Regions from separate parts of the Arachis hypogaea genome. Here region 1 is linked to region 2. The links are chromatin contacts, called in public Hi-C maps. All regions are on one chromosome and are shown on one strand. The core of a region is the stretch at or near the end of the contact, and the rest is flanking DNA. Distances in the headings are between cores, read along the strand shown. Region 1 holds the start of LOC112723221 (pathogenesis-related protein 2-like). Region 2 holds the start of LOC112723209 (SEC1 family transport protein SLY1).

The links. A called contact is a pair of places that touch in the nucleus more often than the background predicts.
Region 1: a Hi-C map of leaf shows a contact between it and region 2, with 5 times the contacts expected there. The contact joins the promoter of LOC112723221 here to the promoter of LOC112723209 in region 2. A contact is called at or near these places in 2 of 8 Hi-C or Micro-C datasets (both in leaf).

Annotation. Positions count from the first base shown.
Region 1 is chr11:143,932,122-143,936,660 of arahy.Tifrunner.gnm2.J5K5, forward strand. LOC112723221 (pathogenesis-related protein 2-like) reads left to right here and starts at 1,932. Exons shown (of 2, transcript XM_025774485.2): 1 at 1,932-2,211; 2 at 2,306-2,796. The coding sequence starts at 2,034. The coding sequence ends at 2,601.
Region 2 is chr11:143,768,597-143,772,931 of arahy.Tifrunner.gnm2.J5K5, forward strand. It overlaps LOC112723209 (SEC1 family transport protein SLY1), which reads right to left and starts at 1,982. Exons shown (of 2, transcript XM_025774473.2): 1 at 1,458-1,982; 2 at 1-1,376. The coding sequence starts at 1,488.

The DNA of each region.
Region 1 (4,539 bases), core at 682-3,181, 160 kb after region 2:
TCTAGAAATTACAGAAAGATAAACATTGAAAAGTAAATTACAATCTGTAAAACATGAAGGAGATTGACTCTTCAACAGCCTCTTTGTTATGTGATAAACCAGATTTGCATGTTTCTGATTCAGTTCTTTATTTTTGGCGGAATGCTTCTTTGAAAGAAAGTATTGTCCAAGTAGATGAACTTCTTCAGAGAGCTTCTTTGCAGAACAAAACCTCAATACTCTGGGTTATCTCTCCTTGTTTTATGAATGAAAAAAATCTTCTTTTATCTCCTTGCATATTGTTGGGTTGCTCTCCCTAAGTCAACTTCTTGAGCCTTATGCTTCACCAACCCACCATCTCGCTTTTTCCCATTAATTCTCAGAATAGAAACTTTGGTTCTGACCTTCTTTTGTTGACCGAAAATCATAGAAAAGCATAAAACAGATATCCTCAATGGTAAACTCAGATCTTGGCTATTGAGAAGATACTTGATCCCCAAGACTCACTTGTGACCGTAGATACACAGCAATGAAGAACAAACAGCATCTTTTCCATGTATCCCATTTCGGACTGAGCAGAGAGTTGGGAAGAGGAGAAGAAAATATGATGCATGCATAAGAAAATGGGTTACCTTTTAGCTCTGTCTTAGCTTGATGTGGTTTGAAATGGTTAATTAGACATCTGTCTTTCAAGCTTAATCTTTCTTTTTCTTGCTTCTTTGGTGATTAGCTTAGGAAAGAAGCTCTCTCGCTTTCTTCTGTGATTTCTGACCAAGAGGGAAAAAGTGAACGTTGATTTGGTGAAAACAAGTGAGAGGAAATTATTTGCTATCGGACTTGGATCGGATCATTTCATTTGGCCCGTCTTGATTTCTCAGCTTTGTTTCCTTTTTGGGCTTTGTTTGTATTATTAGCCCACCAGCCTTGTTCTAATTTCATCCAATTAGACTGTTGTATTGATTTGTGGCCTGCAATGCTTAATTACAAATAATTAACATTAGTTAGATAAATGCCCAAAAATAATATTTATCATCATTAATTAATTTAGTTAATTTTTTAACTCAACACAATTTATTGACTTAAGTGTTACAATAGTTTTGTAAGTACCTATCTCAGCTCTCTGTACTTGATAAAAACAAAATATAACTCATTTCCAAAAGAAAAGAAAAAGAATAAGTTAAATTTTCTTATAGTCAAGAATCAAGATATACATCGATCACACGATGAATACAAGAACAGAACAAATATTAAATTTATTCCAAGTATTAATATTTTTTCTTCCTAACATTGAAGACATTTATTATTATTATTATTATTATTATTATTATTATTATTATTATTATTCCTAGTCATAGGCACGCTTTATACTTAGCAAACAAAAGTATATGATGTGTAGAATGAAAATGATACGCATAATATGAAAGCAATAATGTTTAGAAGATAACAAAAAATTAATTATTTAAACTTGCTTTATTTAAAAATTTCAATTGTTTAGACTAATTTTTTATTTAAAAATTTAGCCTCTTTGAACTGATTTTTTATTATCTCACTATCATTACTAAATAATGGAAATTCTAGAAGGGCGTGGTGTCTATAAATTTTGATCAACTTGAAATGCAATTGCATTCTGCTCTGCTTCTGGTTTTGTGTTCAATACTTCACTATAATTTATTTCATCAAGTATGCGTGAACATTCAATATTAATGGAACAGAACGCCTTCTTTGAAAATGAATGCTTCCGAGATAGCAATGTTTGACAATATAAAGCTTAAATTAAACCAGTCTCCAACAATAATTAATATTCTTCAGCCAAGCAGCAATGGAAAAAAAAAAATGAAAAATCAACGAATAACATGGCCGGCGTATCAATGAGTCAGCACGTTCATAAGTTCACATATACACCATCTCATCCTCATTCCTCGTGACCCCATTATATGCCTATAAATAGAAGCCATTCCTCTCTTCATCAACCACACACTACAAAACTAACCTCACTTCTTACCATCTACTTCTAATTCTTTTGATTCCTTCCCTTAGCTTCTTAATTCATAATCATGGCCGTCTTCACATTCGAGGATGAAATCACCTCCACCCTTCCCCCGGCCAAGCTTTACAATGCTATGAAGGATGCCGACTCCCTCACCCCTAAGATTATTGATGACGTCAAGAGTGTTGAAATCGTTGAGGGAAACGGTGGTCCTGGAACCATCAAGAAACTCACCATTGTCGAGGGTCAGTAACTATTCATTTCAGTAAACATACATACTATATGTGTGATAATAATTATGTGTTGTGAATTGTAATAATAATAATGATATATATGCAGATGGAGAAACCAAGTTTATCTTGCACAAAGTGGAGGCAATAGATGAGGCTAACTATGCATACAACTACAGCGTGGTTGGAGGAGTGGCTCTGCCTCCAACGGCGGAGAAGATAACATTTGAGACAAAGCTGGTAGAAGGACCCAACGGAGGATCCATCGGGAAGCTGAGTGTGAAGTTCCACTCCAAAGGAGATGCAAAGCCAGAGGAGGAAGACATGAAGAAGGGTAAGGCCAAGGGTGAAGCTCTCTTCAAGGCTATTGAGGGTTACGTCTTGGCCAACCCTACTCAATATTAGAACACTTTATTAGCTCCATCTTGATACGCAGTTGTGTTCTTTTGAGCATGTTTGTGTGTGCCCATGCTTCAAGTAATTGTTTTTTGTTCTATGCAATAAAAAAGTGTTGCCTTTTTTTATCTTTAGCTGCAGCTTTGTCTGAGCTTCATATCAATAAAATTTAGTATCAAAGAAATTTGATAATTTGAATGATTATTATACTATCCAAATATCATTTTAGTATTTTAATTCGTAGTTTGTTTGCTTTAATTTTGATAGGAAAATATATTTTTTTTAATATTTTTAAAATTTTAAAAAAATTCTCTCTAAAATTTAATTTGCTTCAGTTTTATTTCTAACATTTGAAAAAACTTTCACTTATGTCCCACTCTTTATTTTTTTGTTTTTAATTTTAACCTTATCCAAACTAATCCTAATGTTAACTCTAATCTTAAAGAATTTCTAATCCAACCTTAACCTTAAATCCCTAATTCCATATTTCTTCAACCCTTTATTTTATCTCTTCTACTGTATATATCATTGCCAACTCTACTGTCACATCCCTCATTTTAGGAGTCTTTATTGGTCGGGTGAAAATCGAGTTTGATATGGCTCAGACTCGACCCGAAATATATCGGGCCTATTTGTTAGGTTCAAATCCGACTATAAACTCGATGAAATCTAAACATTTTCGGGCCACGATTATACCGGATAAAAACTAAGGAAAAACCGGACCGTTAACATTACATAAGCTAGCATGTGAAAATATCTAAATTTTCAAGAACCATTATTTGACATGGTAAAATTCACTTAGAAAAATATAACATGAACCAACCCTTCTCTAAAATTAAAGCATAACCACAATCAATACTAATATTGTCTAACAACACCAAATATTTAAATCAATACAAATAACACAATATTATGCATTAGTCTAAAGTATTATACATTTTAAACATAAAACATTAACTTATAGTCTTATAATGACTAATAACACAAAATATTAAGATTTACAATGCTTAAATTCTACATAAGAATAGTCATTATCCATTATTAATAACACAATATTAATTGTGTAGGATGACCGGACCACCGGATCAGACTCGGATGACCCAAACTATAGCATGAACCCAACCCGAAATAATGATCGGGTCTATTTTTGAGACCATTTATCCGACCCTAAACCTGTTAAAATCACACCAAATTAACTTCTAAAAGATTTGGAACCGAACCAAATTTTTAGACCGGACCAAACCATACACATCCCTACCTCATTTTATCATTGTCATAGCCAATAATGGTGGAGGATGAATGCAGATAGAAGGACGAGTTAGAATATAAACTGTAAACCCAGATTAGTATTACATATGTATTAAATCTTCCCACAGGCGACACTAGTAATAATAACGATGATGATGTGATTGGTTTTCTGTGTTTTTTTTTTTTCTGTTAAATTGACATATCACATTAAAGTGGTCCATCAATGTTGAATTAAAAAAAGGCAAATGCTAGTAGACGTTAACTTTTTGGTAAAAACTCAGGTGAAGTCGACTTTACGTGAAATTGATACATGAGACTCTAAGAGTTGTTAGATGAAAATTTAGTCAAATTAATCAAATTATCTAACAACTCTCAGATATCAACTTTACGTAAAATCGACTTCACCTAAATTTTCACCTAATTTTTTCCTATATATATAGATAAACAGATGTCAAAATTTTAGAATGTTGTGGCATGTAAATTGTTACAATTGATGTACTTCAAAAGTCACACTCACACATTTATATTTTTTTATAGTAATAAGACCTACACATTTTTAAAGATTTATTTTTTTAGTCCCATATTTAACTTTGTTTATTGTTAATCTATCTGCTAACAAAAATTAATCACTAAGATTAGTAGAAAAATAAATGTTTTTAAATATATTTATTTTTGTATTGTCATTATTTTTTATTTGTT
Region 2 (4,335 bases), core at 732-3,231:
AAAGGAAGCGTTTAATGCCTTGATCTTTTTCACATACTGAAAAGCAGCAGTATCAACCTCTGACTCTCGTAGTGCTGCCTCCACAGTGTCCACTTCTGATTGATTAATGGTTTCAGAGGAAATAAGATACAGGATGGCAAAACGAAGCTTATCCATCTGGGTGCCCGGTCCCTTAAGCACGCCAAGAAGGTCTTTCCATTCAAGGGTCCCTCTCATCATTGCATTCTCTGTCTTCACATAATTATTGAGCGCTCTCTGTTTAATCTCACTCAACAATGTGGTGGCAATGTTGGTATGCTTATCAATAACCTGCTTCCTCTCTGTCAGCTCAGGCAGCGAGTTCACTGCGTTCATCAAATGCTTTGTGTTACCAATCAAGTCTGTCCCATCGAACTCGGCACCATGTGTCCCACCAGTCCTCTTGTTCACCTCATCCACGTCCTTCTTATACTTATTCAGCTGAGTCTCAATCTCCTCCGCAACAGCTGGAAACTCCAGTGACCCATTTGCAGCCCAAAAGGGGTCAGAACTATCCAACTCATAAGACCTCATCCCACCCTTCTCCCCCTGGACATTCAATCTATTCAACCTCAACCCAAGCACATCATGAACCAGTGGCCGGTACCTAAAATCATGCTGAATCGCCACCGCCAACTCAAAGTTCCTATCAAAGATACACAACACTGGCCTCTGAAACGAGTTAACAAAATTCCCAGCCTCACTAAACAAATTGTTCTTGGACAACAAATGATCCCTTAGCCTCTGATCCAATGCAGATGCAACCATCTCAGCTGGTCCACCCCTAGGGCACCTAATAATTGGCACAACAGCCAAAGTGGCGAGAACACAGAAAAGCCCATTAACAACCTTCTCCACAATCCCCTCAATCTCCCTGTCCCCAGCAGAAGGATCATTAAGCTGAACAAAACAAGACTTATCCGCCAAGGAAAACAAATTGTCCTCAAGAGTGATGAATTCCAAGTACTGATCGTGGACCTTGGAGATCCGCTGGATGGAGTCGGAGGCAAGGGTGCCGGATGCGAGGTTTTCAAGGAGGGGGCGGGGGATGGAGGTTGAGAAATTGAGGTGGAAGGAGTGGTAGAGGGAGCGGGATGCGTCGGAGAGGATGCGGTTGATGTTGTTTGGAGTTGGTTGGACGAAATAGACGGCGGGGACGTCGTGGACGGGGTTGCGGTCTTTGTCGATGAGGAAGTAGAGGGTGACGCCGTGCTTGCGGAGGTCCTTGACGTGGATCAATGGAGAGAGGATGTTCTGGCAGAACCTGTCGTAGATCAGGATCTTGTAAACCTCCTCGTTCGCCGTCGTCGATGACGCGTTTATTGGCTGGTTCAGGTTCAGCATCCTCGCGATGCATTCTGAAGCCGATTCAATGAACCAACAATCAAACACAATGCATTGAATTGAAAATGGAGCAATCATTCATTTGAAATTATTACCGGTTTGCTTCTGGCGGAGATTGAGAGACATGGTTGGCTGGTCGGTTGTGCTCTATGGATCTGAAATTGGATGGTTGCAATGCAGAATAGTGAAGATGGATAAAATCGAATTAGACGTAGGGTTTTGGTTTGGGATCCAGTTTTCAAACCCTGCACTGGCACAAAGTCGTTAGTCGTAGATCCAGGGGCGAAGCTAGGTAAATGCATTGTTGGTGGAAGGGGGAGTGTTTCCCACTTTGCATTTTGGTTGGTGTGTTAGTGGAGTGCAGCAGAGTGATTCTCTCGTCAAATGAAAGAGAACTCTCTGGAAAAAAACAAAGAAACGAAGAGAAAAGATGTTAAATAAATGGGGGTCAGTCTAAAATCAGCCTAGGTATTTTGGGCACATCTGATCTGATGCACCGTGTAATTAAGATCATTGGATTATGTTAAAAAAATTCAACGGTTGATATGATATTAATTTAAAATTTTTAAAAATTAAATAAAAAAATATGATATGTTTCAAAATTCTAAAAAGACCACTCCTTTTCTTTAGAATAAAACGAAACCCTCTTGTGTGCTAATCTAGGTAAGACAGACTAAAATGAAACCCTACTCTATCTCTATGTGCTCATCTGAGAAATGCTTCCTTAGACGAATGTCAGCGACATCATCCCGAATGCTGGCGTTACCAAGGTTAGCGCCAAGAAGGCCATGACATCGATGTTGTCGAGGACAATGGTGAAGGAAAAGAGCAAGATTACATGGTTTAGGTGACAAGAAGACACGGATGGGGATAACCATGTGTTACTATGGTCATTGACGCCCCGCTGGTGGTTCTGAGCTTCTCCTCGAATTTCGTAAGAATTTTTACAATGCCAATTTTTGAGAAATCACTTGTCAGATCTAAGTAGAACTACACTCAAGACTGTAATGACTATAATATGAAAAGCAAATTCAACAAAATCACAATTGCAGATTGTACGATAACAATTTTTTGTGTATGTGCAAAGATTTAATTCTAAAAATTTCATGCTATATTACTGGAAGAATGTTTAAAATAAGAATTTACATAGTACTTGCATTCAATTTCTGATTATTTGGATATTAAAGGGGCTTCATGGATTGCAATTTTGTTGTTTTTTTCTTTATGATTCTATTGTTTGTAGAAGACGTTAATTACTTTATTGTGATTTTGCTCAAACTTCTTAATGAACAAAATTATAGTCCTTCCAATATAGCATCATACTAAAATATATAATTATTTTAGCGAAAACTGGAGGTAGTTGCTAACTAACATGATGTTAACTTAAATCAATACTTCAATCGATGTTTTAATTTGACTCCACTGAGGAAGCCAAAGTCCATCATGTGGAGGTCTTTTGGTTCATTGTTTTGCTGAAAAATTAACGAGATAAGCTTCTTCATTCCTCTCTTTAGTTTATAATTTTTTTTCTTTTGTGCTAGAATAAATTATAAATTTTTATGGTTATCTACCTGCCTTGTTTCAATAGTTAAATCGGAACAAAAATATATGACAGCAAAACTATTTTGGTCAACTCCTTAGAGCCTTGCCATGGAAATTTGAAAGTCCACTACTCTTGAAATATGTCCCCTCTTACCATTTAATATATCAATCTACCATTTTGTCCCAAATGCTTCTTACTATTCAGAGAACTAGGAAAAATAACTAAATGCATGAGCATTAAGCTTAGTTCAGGATTCTCTCATTTTGACTTATTGGCTTGCTTTTACTTTTATGGTTTAGGTCTATTAAACTTCTAACTTGGTGAGTCTAAGTTAAGTCCTGATGACAATAGAGGCATCATAATCAAGAGTGAACTTTCATTCACCAATGGAGATTGGGAGCAGATGGTCATGAAACCTTTTGGCATATTTTTGTTTCATTCTACTAATAAGCTTTTGGCACAGCTGGAGCCTGAATTCCGACCACTAGGTAGCGTTTGTTTTCGGAGATAGGACACAAAGACATGGACAGTACATATTTAAAATGTGTTTGGAAGCAGAAACATGGACACCGAACACATTGTCTTCGAGATAATTTTTTATATTTTTGTGTCCACTCTTTTACTAAGGACAATGATAGACACATAATTTGAAAGAGTGGACACGGACTTTTTTATAAATTTTGTTTTCCTTTTTGTTCATAGATATTTTTTATTATTCCACTATTATCCCTTTTTGTTTTTCCTATAATTAGTCTTGAAATTTTTAAAAGATAAATATTATTAAATGTAAAATTGATCTTTTAAAATACTAAAAAATAATTTATAAGTTGTAATTGATTTTATATAATTTAAAGAAAAATCAGTTTTTAGATAAAAAAAATTGGTTTTCTAAATAAAAATAAATTTTTATGTGCAAAAACTAATTTTTTTTCATGTAAAAACGGATTCTTTTTTAAAATTGATTTTTTAATTAAAATAATTTAATTTATTAACCTAAACAAATTTTTTTATTAATCAAACTCAAATCTATTTTTTATTAATTTTAACCATATGTATTCCTACATATTAATAATAAATTTAAAAATAAAATAAATATATTTGTAATTTTTATTTTAATATAAATACTATTATATATTTTTTTATTTTCAAATATTTTTCAAGTTTCGTTTGTACTCCTACGTACTCTCATTCTCTATTAAATTAGTTTGTACTTGATGTAGAAAATTTGAAATCATATGGTTATTTTAGTCATTTCATATAATATTTTAGTCTTGTCCTAGTGTATCCAAACATAATACTGGACATTACATTAGTGTCTTGTACATCGTATCCAAACACAATACACAAACAATAATTTTTAGTGTCTCCGTCCTATTGTCTCTGTCTCAGTGTCATGTTCTATCTTGTCTCTGAAAATAAACACAGCCTAA